Linked DNA regions of Mus musculus: regions 1, 2 and 3 are each linked to region 4. A link is a contact called in public HiCAR-type and promoter capture Hi-C data. All regions are on one chromosome and are shown on one strand. The core of a region is the stretch at or near the end of the contact, and the rest is flanking DNA. Distances in the headings are between cores, read along the strand shown.

Region 1 (3,035 bases), core at 270-2,769, 1.1 Mb before region 4:
AGTGTGTCCAGAAAGGTGAGACCCAGATGGCAGGAATGATAATAGAACCTGCAAGGTGACTGCAGTTCTGCAAGCTCCCAGTCATGGCTTTGCTGGGGAGCCTGGGTTCAAGAGTTTAAGGACTCTAACTTAGAGCCTCCCAGGTCTTGCTCTCCTACCCTGTGTTCAGTCTGCGACTAAACAGCAGGGCTTCCTTGCAGTGGCCACCTCGCCCCAGGGTGTGAGAAGCACCCATGCTGTAGACCAAAGAGGAGACAAGAAGAGCCTGGAGAGGCTCCAGCTTGTCCTCAAATCTCTTCCAAGGACCCTGGGCTTGGAGCTTGGGACCTCTGAGACCAAGGATGTCACTTTGCCTTCTTGAGCCTTTTTCATTTTCAGGTACAGAACATATTCGTTGTGTATGTGTGTGTATGTGTGTGTGTACGTGTGTGTGTGTGTGTGTGTGTGTGTGTGTGTCTGGTATTTAATACCATAACCACCTGTGCATTTCTTGCATGCAGCAAAGTGCCCGCTCAGCCAGAAATAAACTCAGTGACACCAGGATCTTGGAATAGGTCCAGCTCACAGCAGAATTGGAACCCTGCATTGGCAGGCAGGTTCAGCGGGCACTGATGGAAAAACTTGTTTTGTTTGTAACGTTTTTGTTGGGGTCTATCACACACCCACCTTAAATTACAACTGGATAAAAACTGACTAACGTAGGCACCATTGTAATTTTCACCAAAACCAAGATCTGAAGTGTGACCCCGTCCTAACCCTTTCAAAACGCAGAAAAAGGGCGGGACTTAATCTCATTCCTGTCTTTCCATAGGCACATGGGGACACACTGAGACTCCAGAGAGGGAAAGTTGGCTGGCACAGCCTGAAGCATCCCTTACTGGTGTCTAGCTTTGGAGAATCCGCCTTTTTCCGGCACCACCAGCCAGGTCTCTTACGGAGTCCCCAGGTCTTCAACCCGCCCCAGGATTTTGGGGCGGGATTGATCGCGACTCCTCCCTGGCAAGGACCGCCCTGCGCGCGCCCTCGCCAGGCTAATTAGGCGCGCGGTTTGTTTACAAACATGGGCTGGGGCCGGTGCGCGCCTCCCTGCTTGTGAGCATTCGGGGTTTGAGGGAGGCCTCGGGGTACCCGGGTAGTGACCCCAGGGTGCTAACTGCGTTCCCGCCTTTCCCACGTTTTCCTAGGCTTCTGGAAATCCGCCCACCAGTTCTTATTCCCTGCGTGTGGCTGAGAACGCTAAAGTGAAGGCGCGCGGGCGGGCCAAGGTTCCAGCGTCGCCTCGGGTCCTGGCGGGCAACCTCCCAGCCCCGCCCCCACGCGCCCCTAGGCCGGGCCCGCTGGCGGCCAGGGCGGCCGGGCGGGCGGCCGGGGGCGCGCGGGGCGGGGCACGGCGTGGCGCCGGCGGGGCCGGGACATGTAGTCCGTGCGCCTCGGCCTCCCCTGGGCGGCCCTGGCGCGAGCCCGGGCGCGGACTACGACTCCCGCCAGGCGCCGCGGCGTAGCGCATGAGCCCTGTACAGCTCCGGCGCGTCTATTATGCTGCCGGGGCCGGCGAGCCAAAGAGGAGCCGGCCGCGCGGGCCGGGAGCAGACGGCGCTGGAGCCGCCTAGGCCAAGTACGCCTTTTTCTCGTTTCCTTGTACACTCTGGGCGGCGGCGGCGGTGGCGGTGGCGGCGGCGGACTTGGCTGAGAGAACACGGCCCGGAACGCATGGTGCAGGCCTCCCGCGCGTCTCGAAGCCCGGAGCCCGGGGCCGCCGCCTTTGTGCGCGGCCGCGATGCAACAAAGCGGGGCGGCCGCCTGCCCGGGGTCGCAGCGACTGCGCGGGCTCCGCTGCCCTCCGCCTTGCGCTGTGCGCCCGCGGCTTGCCGGTCGCCTCGGGCCGGACTGGGAGGCGTCGCCTTGGTCGGAGCGCCCAGCCTGGACTTGGCACAGCCCGCGCTCTCTGCGCCAGCCCTCCCTCACGGAAGGGATTTTTTTTTCCTTTCCCCTTTTCCTCTGCCCGCCATCTTCCGAAGGGGACTGCCTGGAGGATGCGCGGCGCGGGAAGGTGCGCGCGGTGTGCCCAGGGTCGCTCCGGCGCCACTTAGGGCGGATCGTCGCAGGGCAGGCCAGGCTGGGCCTGGACACCGCTGGAGCCTTGCAAGTGGGGCAGCCGCGGCGTGGCTTGGGGGGCGGCGGCTGCATTTGCAGAGTTATGGCCCGGGAGACGACTTTGCGCGCTTACGAGTTACTGGATTATTGCAGCCAGGCCAGGAGGAAACCCAGTTCATGTTTTGAAATCAGCCTAAACGAGTACTTAATCCGGGCGAGGTCGATTCGGATTGAGGTGGAAGGGGTGGGGTGCACGTCTTTTTCTTACTTCGTGTATAACACGCAAGCTAGTTGGGTGAGGAATGCGCACCCCAAAGCCTCTCGTATGTAAGGTTCTTGAGGATTCCCGGTGAAAAATCCTGGCGGCTTGGGGAAGTTCTCTCCACCAGTTGCTGCGACGGGGGCAGGGCTAACGAGGAAGCCATAAACAGTCTTCTTGCCCTGGGGCGGCGGGGGGGGGGCGGTAAGGAGCGGGAAGGGGGCTCACTGGGAGCCGGGGCATACCTTTTGTGAGTTCATACTTTAGGGCTCAATTTTAAGGCTCTGCCCTTTGCAATTTTGATTAAGAGCTTTCTGCCAGAAATAAGTGCACAGCTGTTGTTTCTCTACCTTAAACTTCTTAACTGTATAAGTTTGTGTCTCTGAGGTCATTCTTGTGTTCTTCAGTGGCTAACATGGGACTGGGTGCAGGAAGAGAAATGAGTGAAGGAATTGAAGGGCTCAGGTCCTGTCCCCCTTAACCCATGAGGACAAGCTGGTTGTTGTGTCGTCCATCCCCCCCCCCTTTTGTTTTGCACTTTCTTAGTGGTGTGCATTACTGGGGGTGGGGGTGCCCCTGAAGAGATCTGAGATCTCTGCTGTGCTGCTTGAAGTGAGTTTCTCACAGGCTTTCCAGGGTCCAGGAAAGGAAGGACTCCAAGGATCAAGCCCCAAGCCCCAGT
Region 2 (3,275 bases), core at 196-2,695, 1.0 Mb before region 4:
AGTCACCTCCTTACCCTGGACCTGATCCATTCTATATCAGGCAGCAGCTCACAGCAGGTGAGGGTCGGGGTGTGTGTCTCTCTTGCTTCCCTTTTGTTTGGAAGCATTTCCTGGGCTTGGGCAGTGAGAGGAGCATCTAGGTACCTGTTGTGCCCCTAATAAAGTGTTGGATGACATTCTTGGGTGTTGCGTTTTTATACCACGGCTTGATCTTCATGGCCATCAAGGGTCTTCTCCCTGGAATTACATGATTGAGCAAAACTTAGACTGGCCAGTGTCCCTAGAGACCCCAAGCTGGTTTTTGTCTCGAACTAAGATGGCCTCATTTCCATACTGGGAGTACCACATGCTGCGGCTTCTGCTCAGGTATGTACTAGGTGGTACAGACTCCAACTTCTGCTGCTCTTGTTGCCAAATGAGCAAGGACGTATCCCTGTACCGGAGGCGGGCATAGGATTCTGACAGGGCCTTTTCTGCCAGCGGGACTCGCCCACTCATCCCACAGGCCCAGCGTCCTGCACACCTGGCTTTCCTCCTAGGCCAGGAACAGCCGGCTGCTGTGCTTTGTAACTAGTTGGCCAACAACCTTGATGGCTGTTGGGTTTGGGAGTCCTTGTTCAACTTAATAGTGAAAGTAGGTAACTTAGACCTTCCATAGGCAAGATCCTCAGGAGGGCAGGAGAATCCAAGACACATCTCTGACCATTCAGGAGCCACGTGAGAGCCATTCCAGACAAAGTGCTCTAGTGTTGACAGTGACTCCACACCACTCCTGGGAAGCTTATCAGGTGTCCACTGCCGCTGCAATACTGCTGAGCTCAAAGAGATGTATCCAGGGTGTCTGCAGCAGGGGCTGGCCTGTCCACCCCGCTCAAAACACAATGGGGATGTGGACTAAGCGTTGGTTCAGGTCCTTTCTTCTAGCCAGTCTTCCACTCTTACCAAGGGTGACACTACAAAGGGAAGAAACTGTCGGAAGGGGAGGGGAGTCGGGGACAGGCCCAGCATGGGCCTCACCACCAGGAGCAGCCTCTATGGGCCAGAGTGTTCAAGCGAGGTTACTCACGGATGCAGCTTGCTGAGCTGAGCTGAGCGGAAGGATGAGGCGGATGGACAATCGCAGGTCCCTTAATAACCCACAGACGGTTGGCGGTCCCAGGGTCTCCTCTCCGCTGGTGAGAGAAGCGGTCCTCAGCTATGGAGTAGAGAGCTACTGGAAGGAGGAAGGATGCGAGCCCTACGCCCCAGCGGCCAGCAAAGTCACCGCTTGCCCGGATGCTCCAGCGAAGCAGACTTTGCCACCGGCGCTCGCGGACACGCGTGGGCCTGCTGACGCAAGGGATCCAGGTCCCGGGCAGAGCCAGGAGGCCGCGGCTACGTCTCCATGGCAGCGTCGCAGGCGTGGCGAGCCGAGCACCGAGGACCAGCCTGCAGACGGACACATCGATCATTCTGTGGGCGGGGCCAAAGACCTAGAGGGAGAGGAGGAGCGTCCAGAGGGCGGTGGGGAAGGAAAGGGGAAGGACTGGAGTGGGAGGGGGAGCTTGGAGAGAACTTAGGTTAGGGGGCGGAGAGAATAGGGGGAGGAGGAGATCCAGAGAAAAGGGAGAGGGGAGGAGCTTGAAGAGAGGAGGAGCCGGAGAAAGAGGCAGAGCGAGATCCAGGATAAGGAGAGAGTGGAGAGAGAGGAGGATCCCGAGAAATTTGGGAGTGTGTAGTGGGGGAAGAATCTAGGAGATGGGGAGGCTCTGGAGGGGGGAGCATGAAAGGAATGCTAGGAGAAGACAGAGCTAGGGAGGAGAGGATGAGGATTGAGAGGAGGAGCCTGAAGAGGCAGAGGAAGAAGAGGCGTTTGGGGGAAGCAGAGTGGGCATTGCAGAGTGGAGGGGGTGGTAAACACAAAGGGAGAAGCCAGGATAGAAAAGGAGCCTGGGGAAGACACTCTGGAGTCAGGACTGGGAGGGAGATGGGGCTAAGAGCTGGGGAGAAGAGCTTGGGGGCATTGTAAGGAGGAGCATGGAGGGTGAGGAGCGGCTAGGAAACCTGGAGGAGATGCTGAAGAGGGATTAGGAGTTAGCATTAGGCACCTTCCCAGTTCTCGATCCTAACATGGTTTCTGAGGTTTTCTTTCTTTCTTTCTTTCTTTCTTTCTTTCTTTCTTTCTTTCTTTCTTTCTTTCTTTCTTTCTTTCTTTCTCTCTCTCTCTCTCTCTCTCTCTCTCTCTCTCTCTCTCTCTCTCTCTCCCTCCCTCCCTCCCTCCCTCCCTCCCTCCCTCCCTCCGTCTCTCTCTTTCTTTCTTTCTTTTTTTGTTTTTTCGAGACAGAGTTTCTCTGTATAGCCCTGGCTGCCCTGGAACTCACTTTGTAGACCAGGCTGGCCTCGAACTCAGAAATCCACCTGCCTCTGCTTCCCACAGTGCTGGGATTAATTTTATGTTTGGGTTGGAGCTTTTGTGGTCTGGAGTTTGACGCCACGGCCTTGGGCATGTTAGGCAAGTGCTCTAAGGCTAAGCTTTGTCTTCAGTCCTTATTTTCTTTGTGCAGTTTCCTTCTCAGACCTATTGCTGTTATTATTGACATCCCACTCAGATGATGGGCACATTTGTTTTCAATTTATTTAATGTGGTGTGGGATGCATCATTTCAAAAGTAGCTGCGAAATTCCGCCATTCCACATACTGCTCATTTGAATTGTCCTAAAGCCCCAGGAAAATTCAGCATACACTCCTATTACACCCGACCAAACACTGTGACCCCGTGTCCATCATTTTTCTGCATAAGTTCTATTTTCACACTTTAGTCCGATGCCAGTTAAGAATATTGACATCAGTGGGTGTTGGAAAAGGAGCAGGGTGGGATGGTGGTGGCAGGAATTTTCGAGGCAGAGGCAGGCAGATCTCTGAGTTTGAGGCCAGCTTAGTCTAGTCAATGAGTTTCAGATCAACCAAGGCTACCTAGCAAGACCTTATCTCAAAAAGATAAGAGAGAGAAAAGAAAAAAGAATATTGACACCATGGACAGCCCCAAAACAAAACCAAAGTACAGAATACCATTTTGTTGTTGTTTTGTTTTGTTTTGTTTTGTTTTATTTTTCAAGATATGGTTTCTCAGTGTAACAGCCCTGACTGTCCTGGACTCGATTTGTCGATCAGGCTGTCCTCAAACTCACAGAGATCTGCCTGTCTCGTGCCTCCTGAGCACTGAGATTAAAGACATGTACCACCACTCCCCAGGATGGAATACCAATTTTTCCCCCCCATGGCTCCACTCGCTCTGG
Region 3 (2,889 bases), core at 6-2,505, 1.1 Mb after region 4:
TGCACACACACCCTATGCCTATGTCCAGGACAGTATAAACGTGATGAACAATAATCCCTGGTTACAAGTATGGGCAAAAAAGACATCGCCAGTTAGTCTATAAGCTCTATTGAGAGGTCTTTTGAATTCAGGACTAATGAAGCTTGCAGAGAAACCGCAGCATGGTTAGGAAGCAGTACTCACAGGACCTGGCTCAGCTGGTTGAACTGCTCCAGTGCCTGCCGGCACCAGCACTGCTGCTTGTCACTGCCACATCCTGCGCACAGAGGACTCTGCAAAAGTCGGTAGTACCTGCGGCGGGCATACCGGCTATCTAGCTCACCCTCTAGTTCCGGGTCTGTGCCCCCTTCTCCTTTTCTCTTGCTCTGCATATAGACTCTCAAGAAACGACCATAGAGGCGCTGGACCATCTCCTGGAATGTCCTAGGGGTGGAAAAAAACAGGACTCCCCGCAACATAGTGTGAACTTTCTCCCGAAGCCCCTGAGCTCCAGCGCCCATCAGCAAGCCCAGACGAGTCCATTTCTCTAGGAGTTCTAGGCTATGCAGATAGGGATCCAAGCGGCTTTCCAGCAGACCGAACGCATCCAGGAGCAGCCCAAGGCACTGGGGCTCATCGACAGAGTTTTCTCGCAGAGCGATGGCATTCCAGAACTCCGTGGCAATATTGCCTTGAAGGTCGTTCTGCAGCACTTCCACGAACCACTCCTCCAGGACAGAGTGCAGACCGTGTCCCCTCAGAACCTCCACCGCTGCACGAAGCTCTTCCTCCTTTGGTGGGACTGCACCGCTGGTCCGGGAAGACGCCTGGAGCACGGAAAACCGTGAGCAGAGGGGCGGAATAGGGGTAAAGGGAGAGGAGGGGCATGGAAAAACCCAGCAACCGAAGAGCTGCCAGGGAACCAAACAAATCAGGTAGCTGAGGAAGGAGGCAAGCCCACTACAGGCAGGCCACGGAGCTGTGAGGCCCCAAGGGTGGACCCCCTAAAGTATGCAAAGTCGCGGGAAATCTGCACAGGCCCGACAACCTTTCCCCGGCCTCACCAGCCCCAGCGCGGCCGGCGGCACCAGACCGGTGCTCACAGTATTCCAGGCAACCAAGAGCTCCTGTCCAGGCCTAGAGTCGCAGTCATCGGAGGCAATAATTGTCGCCGCCGCCGCCGCCGCCGCCGCCGCCGCCGCCACCGCCACACCCTCGGCCTCCATCACTGTCCACAAAACAGACCCGCCCAGTAGAGCGCACGGTGATGACGCAAGCGCGGACCTGTGGCGCAGCCGTGACGTTCACCAGCCCGCGCGCTTTGTGGGCAGTGCGCAGGTGCGGACTTAGCTGTGCAGGCGGCGGTTGAGGCTTCCGGACGCGGTGCAGACCATGACCCAACAGGGCGCGGCGCTGCAGAACTACAACAACGAGTTGGTCAAGTGTGAGCGTCGGGCACTGAAGGCCGCGGGCCGGGGCCGGCCGACCCACTCGGGAGGCTGCGTGGACATGCCTCACGAGCCCCGCTCTGCGGCCTGCCCCTCTGTCATTGCTGGTTGGGGTCGGAAGCTCACGAGTCCCCACCCACAGCTCTGTCTTCCCACCCACCCTAGGCATCGAGGAGTTGTGTCAGAAGCGAGAGGAGCTGTGCCGGCAGATCCAGCAAGAGGAGGACGAAAAGCAGCGGCTACAGAATGAGGTGAGGCAGCTCACGGAGAAGTTGGCCCGCGTCAACGAGAACCTGGCGCGCAAGATCGCCTCTCGCAACGAGTTTGACCGGACCATCGCAGAAACCGAGGCCGCCTACCTCAAGGTGGGGCTCTCAGATGTCTGTTGTGAGTGCCTTACTACCATCTGAGGCTAGGTAGGGCCCATTGTGGTTCAGAGGCTGTAGGTGGAACAGTGGGCTGTCTGTGGGTTCCAAAAGTGAGCATTGGTGTATTGGACAGAGTACACGGTGTGGGCCTGAATTAACCCAGCCTGGCTTTGCAGGGTGGAAGAGCTCTGGGACAGGTGCAGAAGGGAGGATGGTTTTACTCCATAACCAGTTGGCTACAGCACAGATGACCAAATTGAGATTTCCATCCTCCATTATTAGAGCCTGAGGCAATGGGACCTTCCTACCAGAGAAATAACATCCTTTTATTTCTCTGGCCCCAGATCCTGGAGAGCTCTCAGACTCTGCTTAGTGTACTCAAAAGAGAAGCTGGGAACCTGACTAAAGCCACAGCTTCAGACCAGAAGAGTAGTGGAGGCAAGGACAGCTGACGAGTGCCTGTTTCAGCCGTGGCCTATGGCTGCTTAGTCCTCAACATGTCTGTCCTAAAGCATCTTTGTTCTTCGTGGCCTCAGATGTCTTTTATCTCTGGTGCCCAGAGGGGCAATTTCTGACCTCCACCTGCCTAGACAAGAAAAGCCCTAGGACAGTCCAATGGAAGAGGTGTTCCCAGCTCCGTACTCACATGTGCTGTGGGGACCCTGAGCAGCTCCATGAGGGGCCTCTCTCTGAAGCTCCTGAATCCCTTTGGGCTACCAGGAATGTCCTGGTCCTGGTCTGAGTACTGTGGGAGCCCCTCACTTTGTCTCCCCAGCCACTAGGGCCCCAGGCCAGACATGTTGAAGAAAGAATCTTGACTCCAGAACCAAAACCTTAGGGCCCATCCCCATGGCCTCTGGTGTTTCAATAAAGGTTGTTTTGCAAGATCTGTGTCTGCTAGCTACCATATATCCTGTTGGTAAGAAGACCTGCAGTTTTTCCCTTTCTTATCTTCAAAACACAAAATGCTGAAAGTACTCACCTCACACAGGTCAGCCCTAGCCCTTAACTCTCTTTGCAAAGGTGCTGGTGTTTTCCCCAAGTCCAGAACACAAACCACTTTTCTGTGAGGGGCTTTGCTCTACGATGGTGCT
Region 4 (3,078 bases), core at 88-2,587:
ACAGGAGAGCACAGTTACTTGGACACCAAGGCCTTTCTCACCTGAGAAATGGTGCAAACCAACCAGGGATCCTTAGGCTACTGAGAAGGCTGTCTGCTTACCTGGAGAGGACTGACTGCTGGGATGTCTGGCCTAAGAGGAGCCTCAAACTGCACTGGGCAACTGTGCCTTGTCCTGTGAACTGGGGAGTACATGCCAGCTCCTCAAAGGGTCACCAGATGGCAGCGGCTCCCAGGCTGGGGAGGAAGTGGTTACAAGGGCATGTCTCTCCAACATTTCCAGCCTCACTCCATTTTCTGTGGCCTCATTAGTGCTGGGTGCGTTTTTTTTTTGCTCCGAGCTTTCCGTCATGGCTCAGTCACTGGGGAGAGCCCCAGGGAGCTGATATTCTGAAGCTGCTGATCTGATTAACCAGGTCAAAAACTGGCTGTGTGCTGCAACGTACTGCCCTCCTAGCCAGGAGTCTGTATGGAGCCCTCTAGCTGACTCAATGTCACCTGCAGACAGCACTTAAAGCCTTGGTGGTATCTTGGAGTGGCTTACGGTGTCCTAGCGCACACTCTGGAACCTTGCATCTCTACCCCAAAGCCCACCAGGGACCTTCAGCAGCGACTCACTGGCTCACCCATATCACTTCAAGGAGCTGCCACCACATAAGAGTCAAAGCTTTAAGGCTTCACTGACTGTTCCTAAAACTATCCTTACACTCTAAAGAGGAAGGGAAAGAGAGTTAAATATTTAAAAATCAGCAGGTAGAAAACATAAATGGTTTGTTTGGTATTAAATTTAGAAATTGTAGAACATGGAATTAGTACAGCCCTTCCCGGTTTTCTGGTTCCTTGCATCATCTAGGAAAGACTCACAGAATGGCTTCCAGGACGTTCCATAGATGAGTGTACTTGGACCCTCCTGTTCCTGTCATTAAGAAAGGCCTGTCCCTGTGGGTCAGTAGCAACTTGTGTCCTTGCTGGGACCAGGCAGGACCCTTGCCTCTGGTTCAACCCTGCCCAGGCTCTGTGTTGACTGCCAACCACTTTGGATTCAAGAAGCTTCCTCCCTGGGAGCTGCTATTTTTCCAAAATTCACATTGTTAAATAAAATATTTTGGGCTCTCAAGTAACTTAATTTATGGCTTCCTTTGTGTTTTGAGGGGCAGACCAGCGAGATCTTTAGTGTTGGTAGAGCCTTGGGCAGCTATTGGGTGTGACTGCCTGTGCCTGGTCCTGCCGCGGCTTGGCAGGGCGGGAGCTCGTGTCGGGCGTGGCTTCCAGGCACCGGGCTGTGGTCCTCCGGCCGCGAGAGGGCGCTGTGGCGGCGATAGGGTCTTGGGCCGGGCAGTTCTCCGGAAGACTACAGAACGGAACCTGAGCCAGGGTGACCACTAGACTGAGCTGGGGCGAACCCTGGGCGGGGGCGGGGGCCGAGGCACGGGGCCGCAGTCGTTGTTCCAGCTGCCACCGTGACTGGCCTAGGTCCGCCTCCGCCAGCGCTGGGCCCGGCTGAATCAGACCTCGGGCGTCCGGCGGCGGGTCTGCTGCCGAACGGAGGGCGCAGGTGAGCCTAGGACGCTGAGCGCGCTGCCCTACTCTGCCTCGGCGGGGTGGAGGGCTGGCCGGGGGTGCTGGACAGACTTGTGCAGCTCCGTGAAGTGCAGCCCCGACCCCCTGGCGCCTGTTCTCACGAAGTCGCTTTTAAGACTAGCGAGCTGACTTCGGGGAGCCAAGAGATTTTTCTGCGTTTCCTCAGGCATCGGTGAGAACTCTCAAGTCTCCAGCCATGCAGCTACAGGCCCTCCTCCAAAAGGACCGCCCCATGCCACAAAGGGAGCCACTCGAGTTTTCATGGCATCGAGCTGGCGAACTCTGACGTGCATCCTTGACAACAAGAGTTGCTTGTTAACCTCCCAGGGAGGATCCCTTTCCTTAGGAGGGCCAGGCTGAGGGGGTCAGGGCTGGCCAGGTCTGGACTATGCCATCCAAGTCAGCTTGCCTGCGTCACACTGAGGCACCTGGGCAGCTAGAAGGCAGAATGCTCCAGGGACAGCCTCCGAACACGGAAAAGAAGCTCATCCCAACACCAGGCTTCTTACCAGCCTCTGACTCTCAGGGTTCAGAGACAAACCCCATGCCTCCTTTCAGCATTCCAGCAAAAACAAGCAACCAGAACCCACAAACTAAGGCAAATCTCATCACCCCACAGCCACCCATTAGACCCAAGTTGGAGCGAACCCTGTCCCTCGATGACAAGGGCTGGAGAAGGAGGCGTTTCCGGGGTAGTCAGGAGGATCTGACTGTCCAGAATGGGGCCAGTCCCTGCAGGGGCTCCTTGCAAGACTCAGTAGCCCAGTCCCCTGCCTACAGCCGTCCCCTGCCCTGCCTCAGCACATCCTTGCAGGAGATACCTAAGTCCCGAAGGGCCACAGGCAGTGAGGGAGGGAGCCCATCCTTGTGGAGTGACTGTCTTTCTGGAATGATCAGCACCTCCTTGGACCTCCTGCACAGAGATGCTGCCTCAGGTGGGCCCCCCTCCAGGTTGGCAAGTTTGCATGCCTCACACACACCACCAGCTATGGACCTCAGCATAGCCTCCAGCTCCCTGAGAACAGCAAACAAGGTTGACCCCGAGCACACGGACTACAAGCTCCGCATGCAGACCAGACTGGTCAGGGCCCACAGCAACCTGGGCCCTAGCAGACCCCGGAGCCCCTTGGCTGGTGACGATCACTCCATTCACTCAGCCAGATCTTTCAGCCTTCTGGCCCCCATCCGCACCAAGGACATCAGAAGCAGGTAGGGCTTTCAGGGGGGAGGGGGAGGGAGCTCTGGGGCTGTCATCAGAGGCCCTCATCTCATCAGGCCAAGAGCAAACTGAGCCAGGCATGGTGGCTCTTGCTAGTAATCCCAGATCTTAAAAGACTTGAGGTTGGATCATCACAAGTTCAAGGCCAGTCTGGGCTATCGTGAGCCACCATCTACATAAATAGATATAAAAGAACTAGCTACCCAGGGGCTATGTGAATGGATCCGAATAGAGAATGCCTAAGACTTGGAAATGGAAAATAAGACAGATCACCCATCC

What was found. Promoter capture Hi-C pulls out the DNA fragments that hold promoters and counts their contacts. HiCAR-type assays count read pairs that join an accessible place to other places. Capture Hi-C pulls out chosen DNA fragments and counts their contacts.
Region 1: a HiCAR-type map of astrocytes shows a contact between it and region 4, with 2.7 times the contacts expected there. The contact joins the promoter of Brd3 here to the promoter of Inpp5e in region 4.
Region 2: a promoter capture Hi-C map of adipose tissue shows a contact between it and region 4, with 2.6 times the contacts expected there. The contact joins the promoter of Brd3os here to the promoter of Inpp5e in region 4.
Region 3: a promoter capture Hi-C map of erythroid cells shows a contact between it and region 4, with 12 times the contacts expected there. The contact joins the promoter of Anapc2 here to the promoter of Inpp5e in region 4. A contact is called at or near these places in 1 of 39 promoter capture datasets (erythroid cells) and 2 of 115 datasets of contacts at active chromatin or transcription factors (large pre-B cells and pancreatic cancer cells).

Annotation. Positions count from the first base shown.
Region 1 is chr2:27,474,157-27,477,191 of GRCm38.p6, reverse strand. It overlaps Brd3 (bromodomain containing 3), which reads left to right and starts at 1,519. Exons shown (of 12, transcript NM_001113573.1): 1 at 1,519-1,615.
Region 2 is chr2:27,440,606-27,443,880 of GRCm38.p6, reverse strand. Brd3os (bromodomain containing 3, opposite strand) reads right to left here and starts at 1,445. Exons shown (of 2, transcript NM_001360791.1): 1 at 1,067-1,445; 2 at 1-953. The coding sequence starts at 498. The coding sequence ends at 244.
Region 3 is chr2:25,270,832-25,273,720 of GRCm38.p6, reverse strand. It overlaps Anapc2 (anaphase promoting complex subunit 2), which reads right to left and starts at 1,255. Exons shown (of 13, transcript NM_175300.4): 1 at 1,044-1,255; 2 at 184-806. The coding sequence starts at 1,205. Ssna1 (SS nuclear autoantigen 1) reads left to right here and starts at 1,303. Exons shown (of 3, transcript NM_023464.2): 1 at 1,303-1,423; 2 at 1,593-1,792; 3 at 2,140-2,682. The coding sequence starts at 1,372. The coding sequence ends at 2,247.
Region 4 is chr2:26,407,478-26,410,555 of GRCm38.p6, reverse strand. Inpp5e (inositol polyphosphate-5-phosphatase E) reads left to right here and starts at 1,337. Exons shown (of 10, transcript NM_033134.3): 1 at 1,337-2,789. The coding sequence starts at 1,969. It overlaps Sec16a (SEC16 homolog A, endoplasmic reticulum export factor), which reads left to right. Exons shown (of 30, transcript NM_153125.2): 30 at 1-1,125.